2 separate regions of the Lactuca sativa genome follow, and region 2 is linked to region 1. The links are chromatin contacts, called in public Hi-C maps. All regions are on one chromosome and are shown on one strand. Each heading gives the region's core, a stretch centred on a gene start, on an enhancer-like site or on the middle of the called end of the contact. The rest is flanking DNA. Distances are from core to core; before and after follow the strand shown. Region 1 holds the start of LOC111901457 (protein NUCLEAR FUSION DEFECTIVE 4). Region 2 holds the start of LOC111901458 (probable glucuronoxylan glucuronosyltransferase IRX7).

Region 1 (7,362 bases), core at 2,994-5,493:
AAGTTACTATATTTTGGTTTAGTTTTATCTCGTATGTAGGTATTAGAGTTTGAGTAGGTTTCCAATCCAATTAGTATATATAGATGTAATAGTTTTAACTTTAAATTTAAAGTATTGTCGTTCTCATAAAACTTTGTGTGCAAGTCAATAATTTCTTTTCCTGTTTTGTTCTTCGTTTCTCCCTAGCACATAAGAAATTATTTTAGTTTAGTTTCTTACACTTGGTATCAGAGCAGTTTCATTGAAGGGAGTGTGATTCGAGGTTAATTACAATTAACCCCGTTTCTCGGGCTTGTGAGAGACTAATCGGAGACGCGGAACAAACGGATGGGAAGACGTCAAAGCAGGTTGCTTTGATTTAGTTCGTTTTGTGGGTGACGGAAGACGGTAAAGGTGGTCGTGACATTGTCTTGTTGTCCGGTGGAAGAGTGCTCTCGGAACAAGCTTGATTAAATAAGTCGGGGTTAAGGAGAAAAGGATGTCGTTGGTTAAAGAAGGAGGTTCGATGACGTATCAAGTTCCGATTTTGACTCCAATGAATTATCCGGTGTGGGCGGTCAAAGTCAAGTCGATTATGGATGCATACGACATATGGGAGACGGTTGAACCAAAGGCGTTAGGTGAAGCATCAGATCAAAAGAAGTCAAAACAAGCTCTTGCCTTTTGTTTCAAGCTATACCCGAAGACATGGTGTTGCAAATGGCGAGTTACACCGAACCAAAGAAAGTGTGGGATGGGCTGAAAACACGATATTTGGGAGTGGATCGGGTGAGAACGGCTCGACTTGCAACGTTAAAGAGAGAGCTTGAAAGTTTGCGCATGAAGGAGGGTGAAACGGTCGATGATTTTGTGATAAAATTATCCGGTTTAGCTTTAAAAGCAAATAGTCTTGGATATGAGCTTGAAGAAGGTCATTTAGTAAAAAGGTTACTAGATTCAATGCCTAAGTCTTTTCTTCAAATCGTAGCTTCAATAGAGCAATGTTTCGAGTTGGATTCAATGTTATTCGATGAAGCGGTTGGAAGATTGAAGGCATATGAGGAGCGTATAAGAGGAACTGAGAAAGTGGAGGACACTCAAGGTGGGTTATTGTTGGCTAGTGAGGAAAAATCACATGTTTGTAAGCATTGTGACAATGAACGTTCAAATCGGGATGACTTTGGACGTGGCCGGGGAAAAGGTCGGGAGTCCGGGAGAAGTCGAGATGATAATGAACGTGTCCGGGATAAAAAGTCACGTTAGATATTACAAATGTGATGAGCTTTGTCACTATAAAAACGAGTGTCCTAAATGGAAAAAGGAAGAAGCAGGTCTAATAGAAGAGGAACCGACAGTGTTTTGAACGAGTGGTATAATCAAAGTATCAAACCGATTAACGGTGTGATTGTTGGGTTAATCGGTTTGAAAAACAAACTTTATAGTCAAGGGCAATATAGGAAAGTTACTATATTTTGGTTTAGTTTTATCTCGTTGAGCAGGTCTCTAATCCAATTAGTATATATAGATGTGATAATTTTAACTTTAAATTTAAAGTATTGCCGTTCTCATAAAACTTTGTGTGCAAGTCAATAATTTCTTTTCCTGTTTCGTTTCTCCCTAGCAAACAAGAAATTGTTTTAGTTTAGTTTCTTACATGCGTTTCGTTTCTCCCTAGCAAACAAGAAATTGTTTTAGTTTAGTTTCTTACATGCCTGTGTTTTTAGCTCCTAATCATGGATATCTTTTCGCATTAACATATTTCTCGCCGAAAAAAAAATAGCGGAATATAGTGATAACAAATTTGTGGGTGATGCAACATGAAAACGTTGACTTTCATATATATGTGAAAGTGATCATAATTATCGAGATATGATTTTATTTCGAGCACTATGTTATAGTGGGAAAAAAACAGCCAATTTAGGGATGGAAAAAATCCCCATATCCAATGGGGAACCCGAAACCCGCACCCGTTTTGACTGGGGGTGGGGAGGGGGGTTTATTTATATTCCCCGATGGGAATGGGGATGAGGATGAGGATTGGAATGAGGATTCGGGGATGGGGATGGGGATTGGGGTCCCCTGTGTTCCCCGCCCCCGTTGCCATCTCTAAGCCAATTAATTATCATGTGGTTTAAACATAGAAATTTATCATTCCCCTTAATGGCTTTGTTTATGATTTTATGTACCTTCTTTAAACAACAAAATTTTAGTTTGGTTCCACGTACTCGAAATCCTTTCTGCCTCATTCATAGACTTTGCTCAAAAAACAATCAAAATTAAAAGATAACGCATATCAGTTTCCTATCAGGGAAAGATCATTGATCCGGTTTATGTCTAGACCCCTCTTGAGAATTACTGAATTCATCCCTTTGACTCTTTGAATATTTCCTAGGCTTGCATAAGTAGGTATTGAAGCACACTAGCAACCAAATAAAGAAAATCAGGTTCCACCTCCATTTGTTCATATAAAATATGACGCCTCTCAATATCAAGGAATTCATTATGAGGACATGAGATTGTAAAACCCATTTATTTCACATAATCATGTACAAAATGCCTTTTTTTCAATACTGTTCAAATCACAACAAACCTTAATTACATGACAAAGAGAATGTATATAAGGAACAACACATAACTCAACCATTTCTCAAAAACAACTACATTATTGAAACATCTAAGATCCGGATGTGGGCCTTGGACAATCACCTTTCGAACCTGTTTATGGCTAGCTTTGACGTTCTCTGAACTAGAGATCACTATTAACACAGCAACAAATTGAATTTTTTTTTCGATTTTTTTACTTTTAGCTTTTAAGAAAAAATTTGAAAAAAAAAATCCATGTTCTACAAGTTTTCAGATTTTATTTTAAACATAAAACTCATAAACCAAAAGATACTTCAAATAACTTTTGGTCTTTAAACTATTAGCTACCATTGTCCAACATTTCTACAAAAAATAAAAACTACTGCTTGTAACTATGAACTAGTGTTGTCTAAAATCTTCCTTAATAAATAAAGGTTTTTTTTGCCACTTGTCATTCTCTCATGAGATTTGACACGTGTCATTTTGTGGTAGTTTTGAAATAAATATTATCCACTTGTTAATTTTTGTTTTTTTTTTCATTTTTAGTTAAAGTCATATACTTATATATGTAAAGTATTAAATATCATATATATGATATTAAATTGTAATAAATTCGTTTCTTTTTTTTTTATTTTAAAGTTGTATATTAAAAAATATTTTATTTTTATACTTTAAGTTTAATCATTTTTTAAATTAACCCGTATAATATACTAGTCTCACACCTAATACATATTATATAGATGGTTTGAATAAAATAGTCTCCAATTATTATTTCTAGAATTTTGAGCATGTTTTTCGTATGAGAAAACATCTACATAGAACTACGAAATGAGTTTCTAACAAGATTTCTAAAGTGGATATCTTATTATAATCATACTGCCTTAAATAAGGGATTATAATAATAGAGTTCGAAAATTATAATGAAGTTGGTAGTTATTTATGTTATCCCTGAAAAAGATTTATTTTATAATATTGGGTTATAAAATATGGTTGTTGGTGCATGCGTCTATTCTATAAATTTGATATTTAGAAATGTAATATTCATATCACATAATGGATAATTTTGCAAAACTCAGCAAATTTATCGGCGAAAAGACTAAAGTTATCGAATAACTCAGCAAAATAGATTTCATAAATATAATATCTTAATCTTAATACATATATAAAAAAAGTCATGACGTCAGTAAAACAAACAAAAATAATAATTGTTACTTACTTATCTTAATTTTGTAAGAACTTTATAAGCTGGATAAAACGCAATTTGGCAATCGTAAAAACTTTATAAGTTGGACGTCTAGATTTTTATAGGACCAAGATATATTTAAAATATTTTAAACGAAAATATAGATTGTGAACTCAATTTTATTATTTTAATAGTTTATCACGTTAGTTTAGGAAAATTGGTCTCTACACTCTACATTGAATTATTTTTTTCGTAATCATTTTTCAATCTAATTATTATACTGTATTAGTTAATTTATCGTAATTACGAACTAATGTATATAATTAGACTGTAAATTATAAAAACAGTTACACAAAATTATATACTGTATATTTATGTTTATAATACTTTCCAAAAATAAAATAAAATATATTAAATAGATGATCCAAACAACCCTACAACCGAGGCCATGTAAATCTTAAAACAAAAATCCTTTCTATATATATATCTCTGTAACTCCCACTCTTCGCTACTCACTCACACTTTCCGCCTTTCATCCCAAAATATTCCTAAAACATGGGGGAAGCGCCTTCAACCACCACCTCCGGTTCCGTCGCCGGCAGCGCCACAAGTCTGCCGTTTGCCGTCCATGTAATCCGTGGCCGCTGGTTCTCACTTTTCGCTTCTTTCTTAGTCATGACCGGAGCCGGAGCGACGTACCTCTTCGGCGTCTACTCCAAAGACATCAAATCCTCCCTTGGTTACGATCAAACCACCCTCAACCTCCTAGGCTTCTTCAAAGACCTTGGTGCCAACGTCGGTGTTCTCTCCGGCCTAATTGCGGAGGTCACTCCGACATGGTTCGTGCTATTACTCGGATCTGCGTTGAATTTTGGCGGTTACTTCATGATATGGTTGGCTGTCACCAACAGAATCGCGAAACCTAAAGTCTGGCAGATGTGTTTATACATTTGCATCGGAGCGAATTCACAGAACTTTGCGAACACCGGAGCGTTGGTGACAACCGTCTGTAATTTTCCGGAAAGCAGGGGAGTTGTTCTGGGATTGTTGAAAGGTTTCACAGGATTAAGTGGAGCCATCATGACTCAAATCTACTTGGCTATTTATGGAAACGATTCGAAATCGTTAATCCTGCTGATTGCCTGGCTCCCGGCGGCGATTTCTGTGGTGTTTGTGTACACGATCCGAGCGATGACCCTGGTGAGACAACCGAATGAGCTCCGAATCTTCTACCGTTTCTTATGCGTCTCGATTTTTCTAGCATTGTTCATAATGGGGATGACGATTGCTCAGAATATTGTGACGTTTTCACGAAGGGCTTACGCTGGTAGTGCTTCTGTGGTAATTTTCGTACTCTTTGTCCCCCTTTTTATGGCCATTAAAGAGGAATTGAACCTCTGGGTGAGAAACAAACACCAACCAGTTATCGTTCCCGAGGTTAAAATCGAGAATATGAATCAGAATCATGAACATCAATCCACAAATCCCACATCATTGGAACTGGATAATCCAAATCCAAAACCAAAAGCGAAAACATCTTGTTTTGCTAATGTGTTCTTGAATAAGCCTGAAAGAGGAGAGGATTACAGTATTCTTCAAGCACTTTTAAGCACAGACATGTTAATTCTGTTTGTTGCAACTTTTTGTGGGCTTGGAACAAGCTTAACCGCAGTAGACAATTTAGGTCAAATCGGCGAATCTTTAGGTTACCCTACAAAGACGATAAAATCATTCGTTTCCCTTTTAAGTATCTGGAATTACTTCGGCCGGATCTTCGCCGGATTCGTATCGGAAATCCTTCTGGTGAAGTACAAATTCCCAAGACCACTAATGTTCACACTTGTACTCTTCCTCTCCTGCGCCGGCCTCCTCCTGATTGCTTTTCCGATTCCGGGATCTGTCTACGTCGCTTCCATCATCATCGGATTCTCATTTGGGGCACAACTGCCCTTAATCTTCGCCATCATTTCAGAGCTTTTCGGATTGAAATACTACTCGACATTGTTCAATTGCGGGCAATTGGGAAGCCCATTGGGATCTTACATCTTGAATGTTAGGGTTACAGGGCCATTGTATGATCGAGAAGCATTGAAGGGGCTTGCGAAGAAAGGGTTAGATAGGTCAGCAGTTAAAGAGTTGGTTTGCATGGGCAACCATTGTTACAGGTCGTCTTTTATCATATTGGCTTGCGTTTGTTGCTTTGGTGGTTTATCTTCGTTGATTTTGGTGATAAGAACTCGAAAGTTCTACAATGGAGATATTTACAAGAAGTTCAGAGACGAAGCTCAGATCATTGCCACATAAGCACTTTAAGAACATTCCGAAATGTGTTTGTAATCAAATCATCTTTTGAGTTTGTAACTATGAATGCTATATGGTAATTATAAAGTGAAAAATATATCCATTTTCTTTTACACATTAATTTCATGTGATATGTGTCTTTTTCATGAACAAGGTGTAATATTTATTTATAGTGAAAACAAGATTAGTCTTTTTAGAGGTAGTTATATGTTATAATTATCTAATCCTTCTTGATATTTTTTAGTCTTGATTTAAGTATTCTAATATCTCTACTTTTTTTTTTGTTAAATCGTTACTCTTTTATAATTAACCTAAAAAAATTATTATTTTATACATAATATCAATAACAAAATTATTTTCAGTATTTACTTATTAAGTTTTAATTATATATAAACTTATTCTGCCACAACAAACAAATATTCACCTATTTTTTATTTAATCTATCGTAAATAAGTTTGAAAAAAGAAAAGGAGCCGAAAAGTGATGTTATTTAGAAATAAATAAATAAATAAATACTAAATAGTCCTAAAAACAGGGTAAAGCTTATCCGTGATCCTAGGGATATTTATGACCTTTTGCAAATAAATAGTTAAATAGTACTTTTTGACTTATATGCTGACGCTGTGGACGGTTGTACCTGATGCATTCCCAAATATCACTTTTTTTGTCCTTTGCACATTTGCTGTTTTATCTTTTAATTCTTTTTACAGCACTTTTTCGGAGATTTTCAAGAATTTATTCAAATTCTTGGAATATAGTTAATGGGTATTATTTTATATATTTATTATAACATTTTATATACGTGTGCCATGTTTGATTTTTTTAAAGAGTCGTTATATAATAATATCATTATTACAAATTTTATTACCTAGATTTGAACCTAGTTAGCATTAAAAATATGTATTTAGTAAGCCAATTTTTATATGTTCCTGTATCCCTGCATGTGAATGTAATAGTCTTTGTTCCAATATGACATTGTATATAAATAAAATGATACTTATAACACAACATTTTAACACTAATTTATGTATCACAAAATGACCTATGACAAGCATTCGCTTTGCATGTAATTAAACAAACAAATAAACAAATTCTCTTTGAAATCGTTACAATAATGATCCAAGTTAACTAAACAAAGTATCAGTTTCTCAAAAAAAAAATATTAATTAATGATTATAGTCATTATAAACGAGTTTGTTATGATTGTACAAATATAATATATCCTCATTTTTCACATTATGAGTTAGGCTAAAAAGGTGTATTTTCGCACTTTATAAAGCATACAATATACATCATTTATGCATCATATCATTTTA
Region 2 (7,362 bases), core at 3,011-5,510, 170 kb after region 1:
CTAAACCCTAGATATCGAACCCTAGCCTTGAGAGTGAGGATCTTGGAGTCTTTTTTGTGACTTTATTCATTTTTTGTGGAAGAAGGTCCTTAAATAAGGTGATGTTGCATGCATGCTTGAAGATCCAGAAACTCCTTCATCTTGTGCATCTTTTGAAGGTATAAAGTTGATACCTTGCTAATGTTCTTCTTATATCTCTTTAGATGGGTTTTTATGATCTTTTTGTCCCAAAGCTTGGACCTTTGTGAGTATGGGATACTCCAGAGCATTTTGGTTACCTTTTAGATGTATTAGAGTGCTTAGATTCATAAAAATGGTTGCTTCATGGTCCATTTCCAACCATGTAAGAGTTTGGTGGTGTTGAGTATGGATTAAGTGAGGGTTTTAAGGTTTAAGCTCTTTTCAACCATGCAAAGGCTTAAAGTTATGGACTTTATGGATTAAGACGTTCTATGGAGGTCAGATCTATGTTTGGATTGCATGTCTTAATGATTAAGACAATGTGGAGTGATTTTTGGGACCAAACGATGTACGCCTAGCGTACTTCTAGCTACGCCCAGCATAACCAGGTCTAACCTGATTCTTCGAGTACACCACGCGTAGGGGGAGTGTATGCTCAACATATGCGTTGGGCAGTTAAATTTTGCTGACTTTTGACTTTTGGTCAAGATTTAGGGGTTTAGACCATGGAAGGGGCAAAATGGTCCTTTTATCGTAAGGGTTATAGTTGTGGGATTTGGACTTGTGGGTTAAGTTATGGACCTTAATTATTAATTAGGTTTAATTATTGTGTAATTATACAGAGTCTAATTCTGGCAGTTTGGGTGCGGAATTTATTTGTTATCAATGTCAGGTGAGTCTCCTCACTTATTCTTACCTGTGTGGTAGATTAGCTGTATTTGTGATGACTAGTTGGTTCTAGCTGTTATTATTGTGTTATGCCCACAGGACGTGCTGATTGCCCACTGGGACTGCTGATAGTCCCCAGGGTTGCTAATAGGGAGCTGATTTGTACACAACAAAATTTCTCCATACACAACAATTTGTGCTTTAAAATGTTGTATTGTACAACCCTATTAAACATAAAATGTTGTGTACGGATAAAAACTATTGTATACGAATCACTTCCCTTGCTAATAACCTATAGTTGTTTATTTATGTTATGTTGTATGTGGTATTTTGGGGAACTCACTAAGCTTCGTGCTTACAGTTGTTGATTATATGTGTTTCAGGTACTTCTGAGGGTCGCGGAAGACGAATATCTGATTGTACACACTCGCTGTGAGATTTGTTACTAGGCATTTTGTGGCACTATGATATTTTGTGATGATGAATTGTATTTGATACTTGTGTTTTTCCGATCACTTGGTTTATGAACAATATTTTGGGTAATTTAAAAATAAATATTTTGGTTTGAAATTTGAGGTGTTACAAAATAAGCATAAATAAAAGTTTTAAAATGGCCCGTGAAAATGGGGATGTCACAATAATGATATATATATATATATATATATATATATATATATATATATATATATATATATATATATATATATATATATGAGTATTTTTTTAGGGGTGTTTAGAATTAATTATTTGAAGTGATTATTAAGTTATTTCGATTTTGCACAAGTAATAAGGAGTTTTAATGCATGGATAAAAAGTTCTCATAAGCACTTTATGGACTTAAATAAGAAGTTTTTGATAAGTTATTTTCTATTTACTTTTTGACTTATTTAAAATTTTTTTGATAAGTTGTTTCATTATTACACATAAAATAAAACTTTGACAAACACTAAAAATAACTTAGGCTTCTTAGTATTCATTGCATAGTGGTGTCTGTGGCTTAGTTCGCAACGCCTCTACGATTGTACACACCACCCCAGGTCATGGTTGTGGTGGTTCGTGGTGTTGAGGACGGATCACAACGGCCAATATGACGAAGGTTTGGATGCGTATGTGTTTATTTCCATTCGGTAACAATTATGCTTAAAAAGAATTAAATATTAAATTTTACTCTATAAATTAACCAACTCATTTCAAAAAATTTACACCATTCTTTTCTTATCCTAAAACATATATATTCAAATATTGTGCCAACTATGAAACAAAATCCCAACACACCACCTGCAAATTTATCCCGAATTTGTGATGGTACATTTACGTTAGACACAACTCTCTGATATTTTCCTAGCATAGACTCACCACAAGGTGGTTTCATGAATTTGCTCTAAGACTTTCCTGTCCCGCAACTACAATCGGTCCATGGCTCTCCTATCCCACAACAACAATTCTTCTAACAACATTTCCCACCACCAAATTTTTTCCAGCAATCTGCTTTTGTCTACCAATAACCCTTTTTCATGCAACAACCACTATCGCAACCACCAATTTCACTATGTGTTACCCCTTCTTCTCCTGGTGAAGTACACAAAACACAATTCGTGAAACCCAAAAAAACCAATTGAAAAGGCAAAAGCCTAAACCCGTTTCTATCGGCGCGTGAATTTGGACAATAAATAAGAAATTGTTTTGGCTAAGGCTTGGATTGCGGCTAGCTAAGACCCGATAAGGAGAGTATTGAATGATCGACCAACTAACTTCCAAATGGTGCAACATAAGGCTCAAAATTACCGAATTCAACGAAATTCAAAACAACTTGAGCAATATGCACAAAAGTGGGGCGAATAATTTTGACATATTTGTGGTGACGCTTAAGCAATACCAAGAGTCACAACTGACACAAAAGCCTTTTTCATATGTGAATGCTTGGTATGATCTAAAAAAATATCACAAATGGCTTCTCACAGAAGAATCAGTTTCATATGGATCTAAGCGCTCAAGGAAATCTCCCTCGCAACAATCAGATGGACAAACATTTATTGACATAAACAATTAGTCATATGAATTAGAAGTGAAAGGACCTCTTCATCGACCCATTGGAAGGAATAAAACGAAAAAACCGACTTCCGACTCTACTTCAAAAAAATTCATAAAGTAGTGTTATTGATCATTTTAAAGAGAAATTTGATCGATATGTAAATCTCCAAGAACGGAAGATTGAGATCATGGAAGAAGCGAAAGAAGATTACAAACACAACTTGTGAAGCAAAAAAAGAAAGATTTGGAAATTTTGAAGATGAAAGTCGAAGATTACGAGGCCGAGGATATAGAGATATTCCTTGCGGTAAAATAAAGCGTCAAAAATAAATATAGGAATATGTAATTTTTTTATATTTGATATTTTTTCTAGGTTTTTTTTAGTTTTTTTTTTTTATTTTAATATTTAACGTTTAATTTTAATGAAAATGTTGTAGTTTTATTTAATTTAGCTAATTAATAATTACTTAATTAAAAAATAAAAAATAAATTGTTTTGATGATGTGGTATAACGAAAATACCAACTATAAAGTAGTGATAATTAGGTATTTAGGTGTCAGAACACTTATTTATTAGTTAAGTAGTAAATATATCGTATGATTTTATGATCTTATTTTGTTTTAATCTAAGATAAACAAAAAGTGTTATTATATGTAATTTTTTTTCGTTCACATAAAAAATCAAATATGAGAGGATACACACAAACTCAAAAACATTCACATAAAAAAAAGCAAATATGAGAGGATAAATACAAACAGATGATGTTAAGATGATGCTAAATAGACACCTTAATACTAAGATGATGCTAAATAGACACCGATATCCTTTAACAAAAGCCAATCTATCATTAATTATGTGTAATCAATTTTTTCGGAAAACAACATATTTTCAACCAATAAAAATAATTTAATAATTAAGCAAGATGTTTAAATGGTAAAATGGAATGTTTTTTTAGTCAACCGCATACAAACCCAACCACTCACACATATCAAGTAAAGTAGTCAATAATCAATTGGAGTTATGCTTTTTTTTTAACTCAAATTTAACCCCAAATAAATTACTAAACATTTTTTATAAATAAAATATAAGTTGTTTTACCGATCAAACACCCTTTAGTTTTTATGTAGGGAAGTGATTTGTACATAACAATTTATTTTATAGATAACATTTTATATTTAATGAAGTTGTACGATACAACCATTTAAAGTATAAATTATTGTGTATGGAGAAATTTTATTGTTAATGAACGGTTCCTTTTATGTAATAATAATAATAATAATAATAATAATAATAATAATAAAACTTATAAATTTAGCGTTTTTTCCCTTAAATTATTTTTAACCTTCACCAAATATACGCCTGACGTCTATTTTTGAAAATCCCTTTGCAGTCTCCACTTTTTTTCTTGATTTCCTCACATTGCCTTTTTTTTTTTTCAATTTGTACCCCTCAATCTATACTTCCTTTGTTCATCCCAATTTGAAGACATTTCAGTCATTTTCATGAATTCGTATCTCTCTGTCTGAATTTCTGACCCTGCAACAACATCATCCTCCATGGACGGTTTTACTTCTTCTTAATCAACTTCAAATTCGAGATGACTATACAATCAAAAAATCGTTCTTGTTTGATTCATCTTGGTTGAAACATTCAATTTTGGGTTTCTGGATTTCTACTTCTTCAACCAGAAATGAATTCAATTTCCTTGTGATGGAACTAGCAGCAATCACCAATTCTTGTTCTTGTTCTTGATTGATTCAAGATAAAGATTTTAAAAAAATGGAGGTTTTTGGATCGGCCAGGAACAGGAATGAATTCTATGTAAGGATGAAGCTTTTACGGAGTAGACATGGAAAAACAAAGACGCCGTTTCGCTTTCGATACTTCAAATGGATTCTCTGGTTTTCTCTCTCCTTATACTTCTTTGCTACGTCTCTCGGCAACCATCGTCCGGCGACCACGTCGTTAAAAACTATAATTCCTCAACCACAACTACGTTCTGTCTCCGGTGTTTTCTCAGACGCCGCAGTTCTCCGGCAACCCAGATCTTTGAAGGATTTGAGAGTGTATATATACGAATTGCCATCGAAATACAATAGTGATTGGCTGTCAAACAAGCGATGTAGCAACCATTTATTTGCGTCGGAGGTGGCGATACACAAAGCATTGATTAAAAGCAACGTACGGACGTTTGATCCAGCGGTGGCCGACTTCTTCTTCATGCCGATTTATGTTTCCTGCAACTTCAGCACCGTTAATGGATTCCCCGCCATCGGACATGCACGTGGGCTTTTATCGTCTGCAGTTGAATTAATTTCATCGGAGTTTCCTTTCTGGAACAGGAGTAATGGTTCCGATCACGTGTTCGTCGCTTCTCATGACTTCGGAGCATGTTTCCACTCCATGGTATACGAAACTTTCAAAAATTCGATGATCTCAGTTCGCTCATCTTCAATTAATCATTGGCTTTTATGAAAATTTGATTTTATTCGATGAATTAGGAAAATAAAGCCATCGCCGATGGCATACCAGAATTTATGAGGAATTCGATTGTCTTACAAACATTCGGCGTTAGATACCACCACCCATGTCAAGATGTTGAGAATATCGTCATCCCACCCTACGTATCGCCGGAGAAAGTTCAGTCTGTACTGTCAATGTCACCGATCACTGGCCGGCGGGACATTTTCTTGTTTTTCCGGGGAAAAATGGAAGTCCACCCTAAGAACGTTAGCGGTCAATTCTACAGCAAGTAATAATTAATAATAAATTCCCATTTATCATCAAATTGACTTCTTCTCGTTCTGTATTCTGTAGTGACGAAATTGCCCCTAATCCAAATATTCTATTTACAGGCGCGTGAGGACGGAGATACTGCGGAAGTACCGGAACGACCGGCGATTCTACCTGAGAAGAAACCGGTTCGCCGGTTATCTGTCCGAAATCGTACGGTCGGTGTTTTGCTTGTGCCCACTCGGGTGGGCCCCGTGGAGTCCTAGACTTGTGGAATCAATTGCGTTGGGTTGCATCCCGGTGATCATTGCCGATGGCATCCGGTTGCCGTTCGAAACCGCCGTGCCTTGGTCGGAGATATCTCTCACGGTGGCGGAGAGGGACGTCGGGAAGCTTCGCAGAATACTTGATTACGTGGCGGCCACGAACCTGTCAGCCATCCAGCGAAACCTGTGGGACCCAAAGGTCAAGCAGGCACTGCTCTTCCACGATGACGTGGAAGTTGGTGATGCCACCTGGCAGATCCTCGTTGCATTATCTGAGAAACTCGAATAGGTTCTTCATTCTTCAATCTTCAACGACCAAAAAAAGATATACATATACATGTTGAAATCATTTTTTTATAGAAATTCCAGCTAATTAGATGGAAATTTTGACATATGTGGGCCCCCACTTTACGCCAAGCTGTCATTCACGTGTTGATGAGCTGGCGATCGGCGATTGATGCTGGTATACATAACGTACGAGGAGGGATATTATGCGGGGTGGTCCTCGTAACGATTTGACGTTGTCTTCCTTGTGACGACGATGTTACACTTTGAAAATATAGAATTTGGGACCCTTGAAAGTGGAAAGAACGATTTTGCTGATTTATATTTGTAAATAATATTAGAAACTGTTTGGTGATCTGTAAGAAAACATTATATTTATACTAATATATTTATTATTATATTTATATTTGTGATAATATATTTATCATTGTTTAATTAATCGATTAAACTTATTATATAAATGAATATATTTATAACAATTTTTATTTAATAAAACGCTTTTGTTGTAACATTAAGTAAGAAATATGAAATGTGTTTGGTGTATGAAAATTTAAAGTAAGAAATTCTATAAAAAAAAATGGTTTTGAAAATATTATTTTGCTTAAAAACATCTGTGAAAGATAAAAATTTTGTAGATAAGAAGGATGTAAATGAGAAGATTTAGTATTGTACAGGGATGTTTATTGCAAATATGAGACAGTTTGGCACGTGAAATTTGTCGAGGGGGAATGTATTTATTATGGCAGAACAGGTCACGGGTTCTTGAAATTCGGTAAAAAGGTTGTGGGGAATTTTGGGTATATTGGATAACTTTTGTCCTTGTCTTGAAATGTGAATTTTGGGTATATTGGATAACTTTTGTCCTTGTCTTGAAATGTGAATTTTATTCCAAATAGTATAATCTTTGTGTTCTTCTTTTAAAAGAAAATGAAATTTCATTTCATACGTTGTTTAATAAATTTTTTCTCACGTCAACTAATTAAAATATTATTCAACAAGATAAAATTAATAAAACATTTAACTCAAATCCAACTCACATGCTTTTTATAATAACTACTATCGGTGAATATATATAATGAAGTTAATTCATACAACAATTTTTTTACGTATAACAATTTATGTATTAAAATATTTTTATATGATTTATAATATATATATATATATATATATATATATATATATATATATATATATATAT

The links. A called contact is a pair of places that touch in the nucleus more often than the background predicts.
Region 2: a contact with region 1 is called in a Hi-C map of leaf, with 5 times the contacts expected there. The contact joins the promoter of LOC111901458 here to the promoter of LOC111901457 in region 1. A contact is called at or near these places in 2 of 4 Hi-C or Micro-C datasets (leaf and seed).

Annotation. Positions count from the first base shown.
Region 1 is chr2:191,595,404-191,602,765 of Lsat_Salinas_v11, forward strand. LOC111901457 (protein NUCLEAR FUSION DEFECTIVE 4) reads left to right here and starts at 4,244. Exons shown (of 1, transcript XM_023897308.3): 1 at 4,244-6,244. The coding sequence starts at 4,301. The coding sequence ends at 6,049.
Region 2 is chr2:191,761,449-191,768,810 of Lsat_Salinas_v11, forward strand. LOC111901458 (probable glucuronoxylan glucuronosyltransferase IRX7) reads left to right here and starts at 4,261. Exons shown (of 3, transcript XM_023897309.3): 1 at 4,261-5,286; 2 at 5,382-5,632; 3 at 5,736-6,568. The coding sequence starts at 4,660. The coding sequence ends at 6,168.